3 separate regions of the Mus musculus genome follow, and regions 2 and 3 are each linked to region 1. The links are chromatin contacts, called in public HiCAR-type and HiChIP or PLAC-seq maps. All regions are on one chromosome and are shown on one strand. The core of a region is the stretch at or near the end of the contact, and the rest is flanking DNA. Distances in the headings are between cores, read along the strand shown.

Region 1 (2,874 bases), core at 239-2,738:
GGGGTCGATGCTTTGATGTAAAAGAACAAAAGAAAAACAAAACTAACATACCGGGCTCCCTTCGACCTGGGGCAGTTTGTAAATATTATCAACAACAGAAATAACAATGAATGAAAAATAACTAAATTAAGGACCGGGCATTTGGAGGCTGACATCTCATATTGTGACAGACACACTTAAAGCTAAAGCAAGGATGGCCAGTCTCCATACGAAGGGGAACTGAAGGGGAAACTGAGGCCAGGCGCTGGTTCTAACTCCCCGCTCCGCCCCCTCCCCAGAGCCAGATCCACAGTCAGGTCGTCTGGTGGCTGTGGCGTGCTGGAACCCGAACCCAGCAGGCCTGGTGAACCGGGATGTCGCCTGTCCCCTCCTCTGCCTTCCCCTCCCTCTCCAGACCTCTCCCACGACCAGAGAGGAAGTGGGAGAGAAAAGGACAAGGGGGTGAAAAAAAAAGAAAGAAAGAAAGAAAGAAAACAGAAAACGCAGGGTTGGATTCGCACTTTCCTACTTCCCACCTCTGTCCTGCGGAGCTGTGCGGCGCCCCTGCGAGGGTCCGGGTCCACGCCCCACACCAGCCGGGCCAGCCAGCCGGCTGCGGGGAAAATTACAAGGCCTGGAAAACAACCGTCCTTCCCCGCCCCTCGCCAACCCCTTCCCCGCGCTACGCCCCTGGCACAGCCGGGTGGAGGCGACTGTTTTATGTAATCGCGGGGCGGCAGGTTTGCTGGCTGGCTGCACCGGTGAGGGCGGGACCCCCGAGCTCAGCTGACATTTCGCGGCCCTGCAAGTCTTCCCCTGGGGGGTCCCTGGTATGGCTTTGGTAATTTAAGGCGCAGATGGGGGCGGGGGTGGACGGAGACCCGACACTCTAAAGCAACCTAGCTGTACTTGCAAACTCTGGGTTCCTCGCAGTTTGAGTAAACTGAGGTTTATGTGGGGGTTAGGGGACCTGGAGCTCAAATGCAGACTCTGATCTTTTTTCTTCCTTTCCTGGGTTCTTTGCACTACTTGGGTAAACTGAGGCCAAGGATGACAGGAGCGCCGATGCAACCTCGCCGACCTTGCAACAGACCTTTTCTTCTCCTTTCGATTCCTTGCATTATTTGGGGAAACTGAGGCTCAGAGAAGGGAGATGCGGTACCATGGCAGCGCCCTGGTGGCCTTGGAGAGAGGTGTGAGGCAAGGGACCGTCACTTCCTCGCCTTCATCTCAGCTCCTTGGGCCAGAGGGCCCCTTACGCCCCGGCACCCAGTCCTCCGGGTGCGCACCGCACTCCCGCCCCCATTGCCAACCCGGTCCCGCCCCGCCCCGGGCTTCGGGGGCACAGCCCGCGCCCCCTGAACCCCGCCCTGCGCGCACAGGCCGGGGCTGTTTATCTGCGGCCCCCACCCCCTGAACCCGAGGGGCCCCTCTTGCCCGCCCCCAGCACCCTGGGGTGCTCCGGGCCGTAGATAAGCCAGCAGGCTGGCACGGCGCCGCGCACGGGGCGGAGAGGTCACGGGCTTGCCAGGGGAGGGGCCGATGGGTCGGGGCTGCGCCCCCCGCCCGCCCGGCACCCCCAAATCCCTAATCGCAGCCCGATCTGCTCTCGCGGCGCAGCCCCGCGGGACGTGGCAAGAGCCGACCTGCAGAGCCTGTTCTGGCCGCGGTGGCCGGGGGGGCGGGCTGGGCGTGGGGGTGCCGGCGCTGCGGCACCTTTAAGACGAGGGAGGACCCCTCTTGCCCTCGGACAAACCAGGAAGGGAGTCGCGAGCATCATACGGGGCTTTGCGTACTGTACGGCTACTGTAGGGGCAGTGACGCCGCCGCCCGCCCGAGCGAGGTCCGCGCCGCGGGCTGCCCCGATCGCGCGTCCTCCGGGCTCGGGTCCCCGCGAGGTAAGCTGCCCGGGCTGAAGGGGACTCCTCTCCCGGAGAGGTGGGTTTTGTTTTTCTTTTTTTTTTCCTTTCTTTCCTTTTTAATTTCCTTGCAGGGTGGGGACGCGGCCGGGGGCGCAGTGCGCACCCCGAGAGCCCGTACGGAGCGGAACGGACTGGATGGGGGATCTGGGGCGCCTCCGTAGCTCAGGGGTTCTGGAGACCAAGATTGCCCGGCCAGAGCCGAAGAGGAGTCGGGAGGCGGGGGGGCTCCGCCCGGGTCCCTCCGGGGCGAAGGGCACAAGCCCGCTCCCGATCCCTCCTCCCTACTCGGGCGGCACGGCCTCAGGGTTCCCGGCGCGCGGCCCGCGGGGGAGGGGAGCCGGGCCTCACCGAAGGCGAAGGTGGGGGCTGAGGGGTGCGTCGCGTGCTAAGTTTGCAATAGGGCCCGGGGCGCGCCGCTCCCCTTTCCGAGTGGTAGTGGGCAAGCGGGGGGCGGGGAAGGCCTATCCGGGATTGCGCGCAGACGTTGGAGTTGGCCAGGATGGAGCGCCTTGGCGGAGGGGGGGAGGGGGCTGACAAAACAGGGAGGGGGGCTTTGCAAAAAAAAAAAAAAAAAAAAAAAAAAAAAAAAAAAAAGGCCCGAGAGAGGCGGAGGGAAGGGGTGAGGGGTGGAGTGTCTGGGAGGCGGGCGCGTCGTCGCGGTTCTCCTGGGCTCTGTAGTTCTTTCGCTTATCTTCAGTGCTTGTTGTTTTGGAAGGTGGCCTTGGAGAATAAACTACAAATCCCAGAGTGCCTCGCGATAGCGGCGGGTCAGGGAGGGGCGTTGCGGAGGAGGGGCGGTGAGTGGCAGACCTGAGGGCCAATGGATACTAGAAATCGTCCGGCGCGGCGCTGCATGGGGGTGGAGCCTGCGTTTGGGCGGGGCCTGCGTGCAGGGGCGGGGTTTATGCAGAAGAGGCGGAGCTTCCGCGGCTCCCTCGCCCGGGGCCGGTGGCGGTCCCGGCTTCCGGCTGCC
Region 2 (2,921 bases), core at 304-2,803, 1.1 Mb before region 1:
GGGAGCAGAGATGTGGCTATACTTCACAGCATACACAGTGTTTTGTTCAAATTTCAGCCCCTGTTAAGAAAATGAGGGAAGTTGGACTCATCTACTCATTTTTTTTTTTTTTGAGTGCCTGTCTGCGCACGACGCGCATGCAGTGCCTACAGCGGCCAGATGGGGGCGTCGGGTCCCCTGAAGCTGGAGTCACAGAAGGCTGTGAACACTGGGGGTGTGTGTGAGGGCTGTGTATGTGGATACAGGTGCGCTGCAGATGGAGAAGAAAGGAGGCGAGGAGGGTGGGCTGGGGAGATGGCTCAGGTCTGGGGAAATAGCTGCTCTTGCAGAGAACCTGGTTGTGGCACCTGCAGTTGCTGTCTCAGTGCTCAGCACAGTGGCCTGGATGCCCTGATACCCTGCTAAGCCTGTGTGCACCCCACACAGCATGGCCGCTCTTGACAAGTGCTTTCTTTAACTATTCCAAAAAGGTCTTCAGTGTCCCGACACCTGGGGCTTCCTGCCTGGTCACAGGAACCTGTGTTGTCCACAGTTTGGGACCATCTGGAGTCCGGTGCTCCACTGTACAAATTCAAAAACTCCAGCAGAGCCCAGAGAGGAAGGATTTGTCTAAATCACAGAAACCCAGAGAGGTGGGAAGAAAGCCACCCTTTAGAAGTATCCAACCACTGGGCGTGGTGGCGCACGCCTTTAATCCCAGCACTTGGGAGGCAGAGGCAGGTGAATTTCTGAGTTCGAGGCCAGCCTGATCTACAGAGTGAGTTCCAGAGAAATCCTGTCTCGAAAAAACTATGCTTCCGTCCTATGGCCAAGGCCTCTCTGTCAAGCCCTGAGACTCCCAGCATCTGTCTGCCTGTGTTCCGTGGGGCAGGACCAGCCCCTCAGGAATCAACTTGATCCATCTACAGACTCAGGTTGAGCTCAGGCACTTACTGAAAGGATATCATCCTCAGCCACTCCACCCTCACACAGTCAGCCAGCAACCCTCAGCCCTTCTGGGAGCCCCACCCCGACCTCCAACCGATCGCCTTCTCCCACCCTCCATATTTTGCACTTGGTGTTCTAGCAGAAAGCCTTTTCCCTTTGGACTGAAAAACTCATCCATCAGTGCTCCAGCTCCCGAGGCCTCCTTCTCTGAGAAGCTCCCCTCGAGAATCCTGTCTATGCCGCCCCTGCCCCTTCCCACTGAGATGTTTGGAGAGGGAGCAAGATTCTGGTAAGTGCCGGTAGTGGCAGAGAAGGTTTCTAGCCAGATTTTAGGATTTAGGGTCCCACCGAACAGTTTTCTGTCTCTCACTATGATACAGGAGGAGTAAACTGACTTCTGGCCCAGGTCGGAAGCCCACGCCCTTCGCTGCCTCAGTTTCCCGCAACTACAAACGGGACGGCGGGCCCCTCCTGATCGGCCGGGATGCTAGGGTGGCTCCGGCGGGCGGGGGTCCCGGCGGCCGAGGGGGGCTCAGGAAGTCGCGGCCACAGGAATTCGGCGCTTCCACGCCTTATAAGGACATTTGCTCTGCCAGCCAATCGGCGGCGGGGGCGGCGCTCAGCCCCGTCCCGGGCCGTCCGCCCGCAGCCCGACCCTCTGCCGGTCCCGCTGGTCCTCCTGTCCCGCTCCGGGGTCCCGCGCCATGAGCTCCACGCAGTTCAACAAGGGCCCGTCCTACGGGCTCTCGGCCGAGGTCAAGAACCGGGTGAGTGGGTTGCGGGGCTTGCCAGCCTCGAACGCACGACCAATGGGAGCGGGGCTCGCCAGCCTCGAACGCGCGACCGATGCATGAGCCGGGACAGCTGGGCTTTGCTTTACCCTGATATCCGGAGGGTCTGGGGTGCTGTGGGAAGCTGTGGCGTCTGGGAGGCTGGGGACCCATTTTATCCGCATCCTGAATGTCACCTCCAGCCCCGCCCCTGGACCTCTCAGTCCCCGGCGCCCCGGGCTTCCTGCACTCTGTGCCCCTTGCAGGATGTAAGAAAGTTAAGGTCCGGGAGAGAGAAAGCGAGCACACGAGCGATCCGGGCGTCTGAGAGTGCCCCCTGAGGCCCCATCTTCATTACCTGTCGAAACTTCCGTTTCATCTAAGCCACTTAAGTTGGGGACAGGGAAGGGGGCGGGGCCGGTGGCCTTCTTAACAGGGTGTGGTCCGTTCCAGGACTCCCACACACACCTGGGAAAGGGCTCACTGAGAGGAACCGCAAATGCAGGAGAACACTGAAGTCACCAGTTTCGGAGGGACATCTGGGGAGCCATACAGCAAGGTGTCCTGAGCTGATGAGGGAGACACTGATCCCAGACTTAGGGGGCTCAGGCCTGACATCCTGAAACCTTCTAGATAGATCCGCCAACCACACGCACACACCTGGCACCTGGGAATGCAAGTTTCACAGTCAGCTAAAGCCAAGCAACCTGCCTAGGCACGCTGAAGCTACCAGTCGGACCCACCTCCGACTGGCACCTGCCAGGTCCCTACAAGTGACACGAGAGGCATACCTACCTCATGCCACCCATGTGCTATCCTCAGCCTGCTAGAGACAAGTTGCTATTTCACTTCCCACCCTGGGCTCAGAGAGGTTGCTCTAGCTCCCCAGAGACACACAGCATTCTGACGACCCTGCCCAATTCTTCCTGGACAGACTGGACATCTCCCTGGAACAGAGAAAGTGAAAGAAAGAGTCAGGACAGCCCTAAGGATAGAGTTTTAGGAGCTGGGTGGGGCCAGGGACAGGTCAGCACTTGCTCAGGGGATGAGCTCTCAGATCCCCTCCAACTGTGGAGCTGGGAAGTGGACCCCCCCCCCCCAGTAGCCTGCAGGGGTCACAGAAGGGTTGCATCGTCCACTGGGAGGGGGGATCCGGAGACTTTTCTGCCTGACCTATGTGCCTCAGTTTACCCCCCTAGCTGGCCCATATCCCGTGGGACTTTG
Region 3 (2,700 bases), core at 55-2,554, 1.4 Mb before region 1:
GAGGGCATGCAGCTGGCATGGCACATCCAACATCACTGGACACCTACTGTGAGCAGACAGAAGTCATAGCCCCATTCTTGAGACACTCAACCAATAGCTAAATATGAGGTCAGGCCAGAAACAGTGAAGGCTGTAGGGACCTTGATGACCCATAAAGGGCTGGAAGGGTCCAAGAGAAGTTAAGAGGGACCCAGAAGATCTAAAAGGGTCTAGAAAGGGTCCAGAAGCATCCAGGGGAGTTTGTAAAAGGTCAGAAGGATTTAAGTGAACTTAGGGTCCAGGGAAATAAGGGAGAATCTAAGGATGCCCAGAGGGGACATAAGAAGGTCCCAAGAGTCTCCTGAATGAGAACTTTCTTCCCACCAGTTCACAGCTATTCTTCCCCTGTATTTCCTCCCTTCTCCCCAACATCCTGTCATAAAATCCTCTCCACTCTTTGGTGAAGAAGGGTGGGAATTTAGAGTCAGAACTAGTGTCACCTGGCTCCAGCCTCAGGCCACAGCCTTAGGACCCCCAGGAGCCAATGTCTCCCCGGACCTGGGGTAAAGTGTGGAATGTAACTGATGCCTGAGTCAAGGTGGCAGAGAGTAGGGGTCGGGTATATGTACAGAGGCAGAAGTTGAACCAGGATCCCCTGGAGACCGCTAAGGACTACCTAACCTGGGATCCTCACTTTTTAAGGGAGAAGTCGCCAGAAGCCACAGGAGTCTTGCTACTGTTTTTGTTGCCTGACCATGCCTCAGTTTCCCCACAAGTAGGGCTTGGAGATGGGCTGAGATTAGAACCCAGAATGATCTCAGCCCTTCTCACAAATATTCATAGGTTTCTGCCTTGGAGGCGGTGAAAGCGACAGAGCCAGAGATATGGTAGCCTCCGGGAACACACTTTTATTATGGAATCTGCCACCTTGAACCGAGAAAGGAGTTGGCACCCGAGGGGTGAGCGTCAGCGGTTGCCCCGCCCGCGGTGTCCTCGAGATCGCGGAGGAACCCCAGAGTGGACCAGGGCTTGGTCTGCATCGTGCGTCAAGGCAGGGGCCCGCCGGCTGGGCTCTGTGACCTTGGGTTCGTCCTTGGCCTCAGTTTCCCCCTGGGGAACCGAGCCTGAGCGCATCTCCAAGGTCTCAAGGGGCTGACTGACCTTGAGCCTGCTTGCTGGCCAGAGCCTCAGTTTCCCCATCCATCCCTGTGTGGGGTGAGGGTGGTTCAGGTGGAGGCGGGGCTCCCGCCCCCGCCCCTCCCCCGCAAGCAGAGGCTCCACCCCCGGCTCCGCCCTCCCTCGGGCTCGGCCGGCGGCGGCGGCGGCCGCTCCGCTCCGCACTGCCCGGCGCCGCCTCGCCATGGATGCGCGCGGGGGCGGCGGGCGGCCGGGCGATAGTCCGGGCACGACCCCTGCGCCGGGGCCGCCGCCACCGCCGCCGCCGCCCGCGCCCCCTCAGCCTCAGCCACCACCCGCGCCACCCCCGAACCCCACGACCCCCTCGCACCCGGAGTCGGCGGACGAGCCCGGCCCGCGCGCCCGGCTCTGCAGCCGCGACAGCGCCTGCACCCCTGGCGCGGCCAAGGGCGGCGCGAATGGCGAGTGCGGGCGCGGGGAGCCGCAGTGCAGCCCCGAGGGCCCCGCGCGCGGCCCCAAGGTTTCGTTCTCATGCCGCGGGGCGGCCTCCGGGCCCTCGGCGGCCGAGGAGGCGGGCAGCGAGGAGGCGGGCCCGGCGGGTGAGCCGCGCGGCAGCCAGGCTAGCTTCCTGCAGCGCCAATTCGGGGCGCTTCTGCAGCCCGGCGTCAACAAGTTCTCCCTGCGGATGTTCGGCAGCCAGAAGGCCGTGGAGCGCGAGCAGGAACGCGTGAAGTCGGCGGGGGCCTGGATCATCCACCCCTACAGCGACTTCAGGTGCCGCCTCCGGGAGGGGCCCGTCCTTGGCGCGCCCGGGAGAGGGCGGGGCGCCACGTCCCGGATGGTGACCTCGGGGTGGTGGCAGTTCGAGTCACCGGGCCGAGGATGGGGGGTAGTCCCCTCGCGGTGACCTCGGGCTCGACCCGGACCCACCCCCGAGGGACCCTGGTGTGCAGAGGGTCCGCCCTTTTGGAGGCCTGGAGTGAGGGGGTCCTTGGCGCTCCCCCTCCCGCGCGCCCTAGTTGCAGTGGGCGAGAACCGCGGCCTCAGGGCCAGGGTCTGAGCGCATAGGGGTGGAGAGGACGAATAGAGGGGAACGTGGGTGCCCGTAGGCCGCGGAGCAGAAATGAGGGTGGAAAGATGGGTAGAAAGGAGAAAGGAAGAAAAAGGAGGAGGAAGGAAAAGAAGGGAAGGAAAGAAGGAAGAAATAAGGAAGGACGCATGGGAAAGGACGCGCTCGGGAGGCCTCGGGGAGGGCGTTATTAAGCGGGCGCCTCGCGTTCCCACGGTCTCCACTTGCGCCCGGGGCGGGCGCGTTCCGAGTACCCACACATCCCGGGTGTGTGGCTACGGACGTGGCCTGAGTTGGCTGCTGCGTGCAGCGAAAGAAGCTGGCGTAGGGCCATGACCCGAGTGTTTGCGTCTGTCTCTCCTTTCCGAGCGAGCTTGTGATGTGATGCCCGAGAGGGTCCTGGGGAGGCGTGTTTCGGTGGATCAAGGGGAGGCGTGTCCCTAGAGGTGTGGCTGGTGGGTCTCTAGAAGTACCTGTTGGGATGCTAGCTGTGCGCGCGCGTGTGTCCCGAGTGG

Evidence for each region. HiCAR-type assays count read pairs that join an accessible place to other places. HiChIP or PLAC-seq counts read pairs in DNA pulled down with a chosen protein or histone mark.
Region 2: a HiCAR-type map of astrocytes shows a contact between it and region 1, with 3 times the contacts expected there. The contact joins the promoter of Cnn2 here to the promoter of Zbtb7a in region 1. A contact is called at or near these places in 2 of 115 datasets of contacts at active chromatin or transcription factors (SST interneurons and astrocytes) and 1 of 9 other capture datasets (liver).
Region 3: a contact with region 1 is called in a FOXA1 HiChIP or PLAC-seq map of pancreatic cancer cells. The contact joins the promoter of Hcn2 here to the promoter of Zbtb7a in region 1.

What each region holds. Positions count from the first base shown.
Region 1 is chr10:81,134,783-81,137,656 of GRCm38.p6, forward strand. Zbtb7a (zinc finger and BTB domain containing 7a) reads left to right here and starts at 1,489. Exons shown (of 3, transcript NM_010731.3): 1 at 1,489-1,917.
Region 2 is chr10:79,987,047-79,989,967 of GRCm38.p6, forward strand. Cnn2 (calponin 2) reads left to right here and starts at 1,554. Exons shown (of 7, transcript NM_007725.2): 1 at 1,554-1,694. The coding sequence starts at 1,632.
Region 3 is chr10:79,715,330-79,718,029 of GRCm38.p6, forward strand. Hcn2 (hyperpolarization-activated, cyclic nucleotide-gated K+ 2) reads left to right here and starts at 1,305. Exons shown (of 8, transcript NM_008226.2): 1 at 1,305-1,890. The coding sequence starts at 1,340.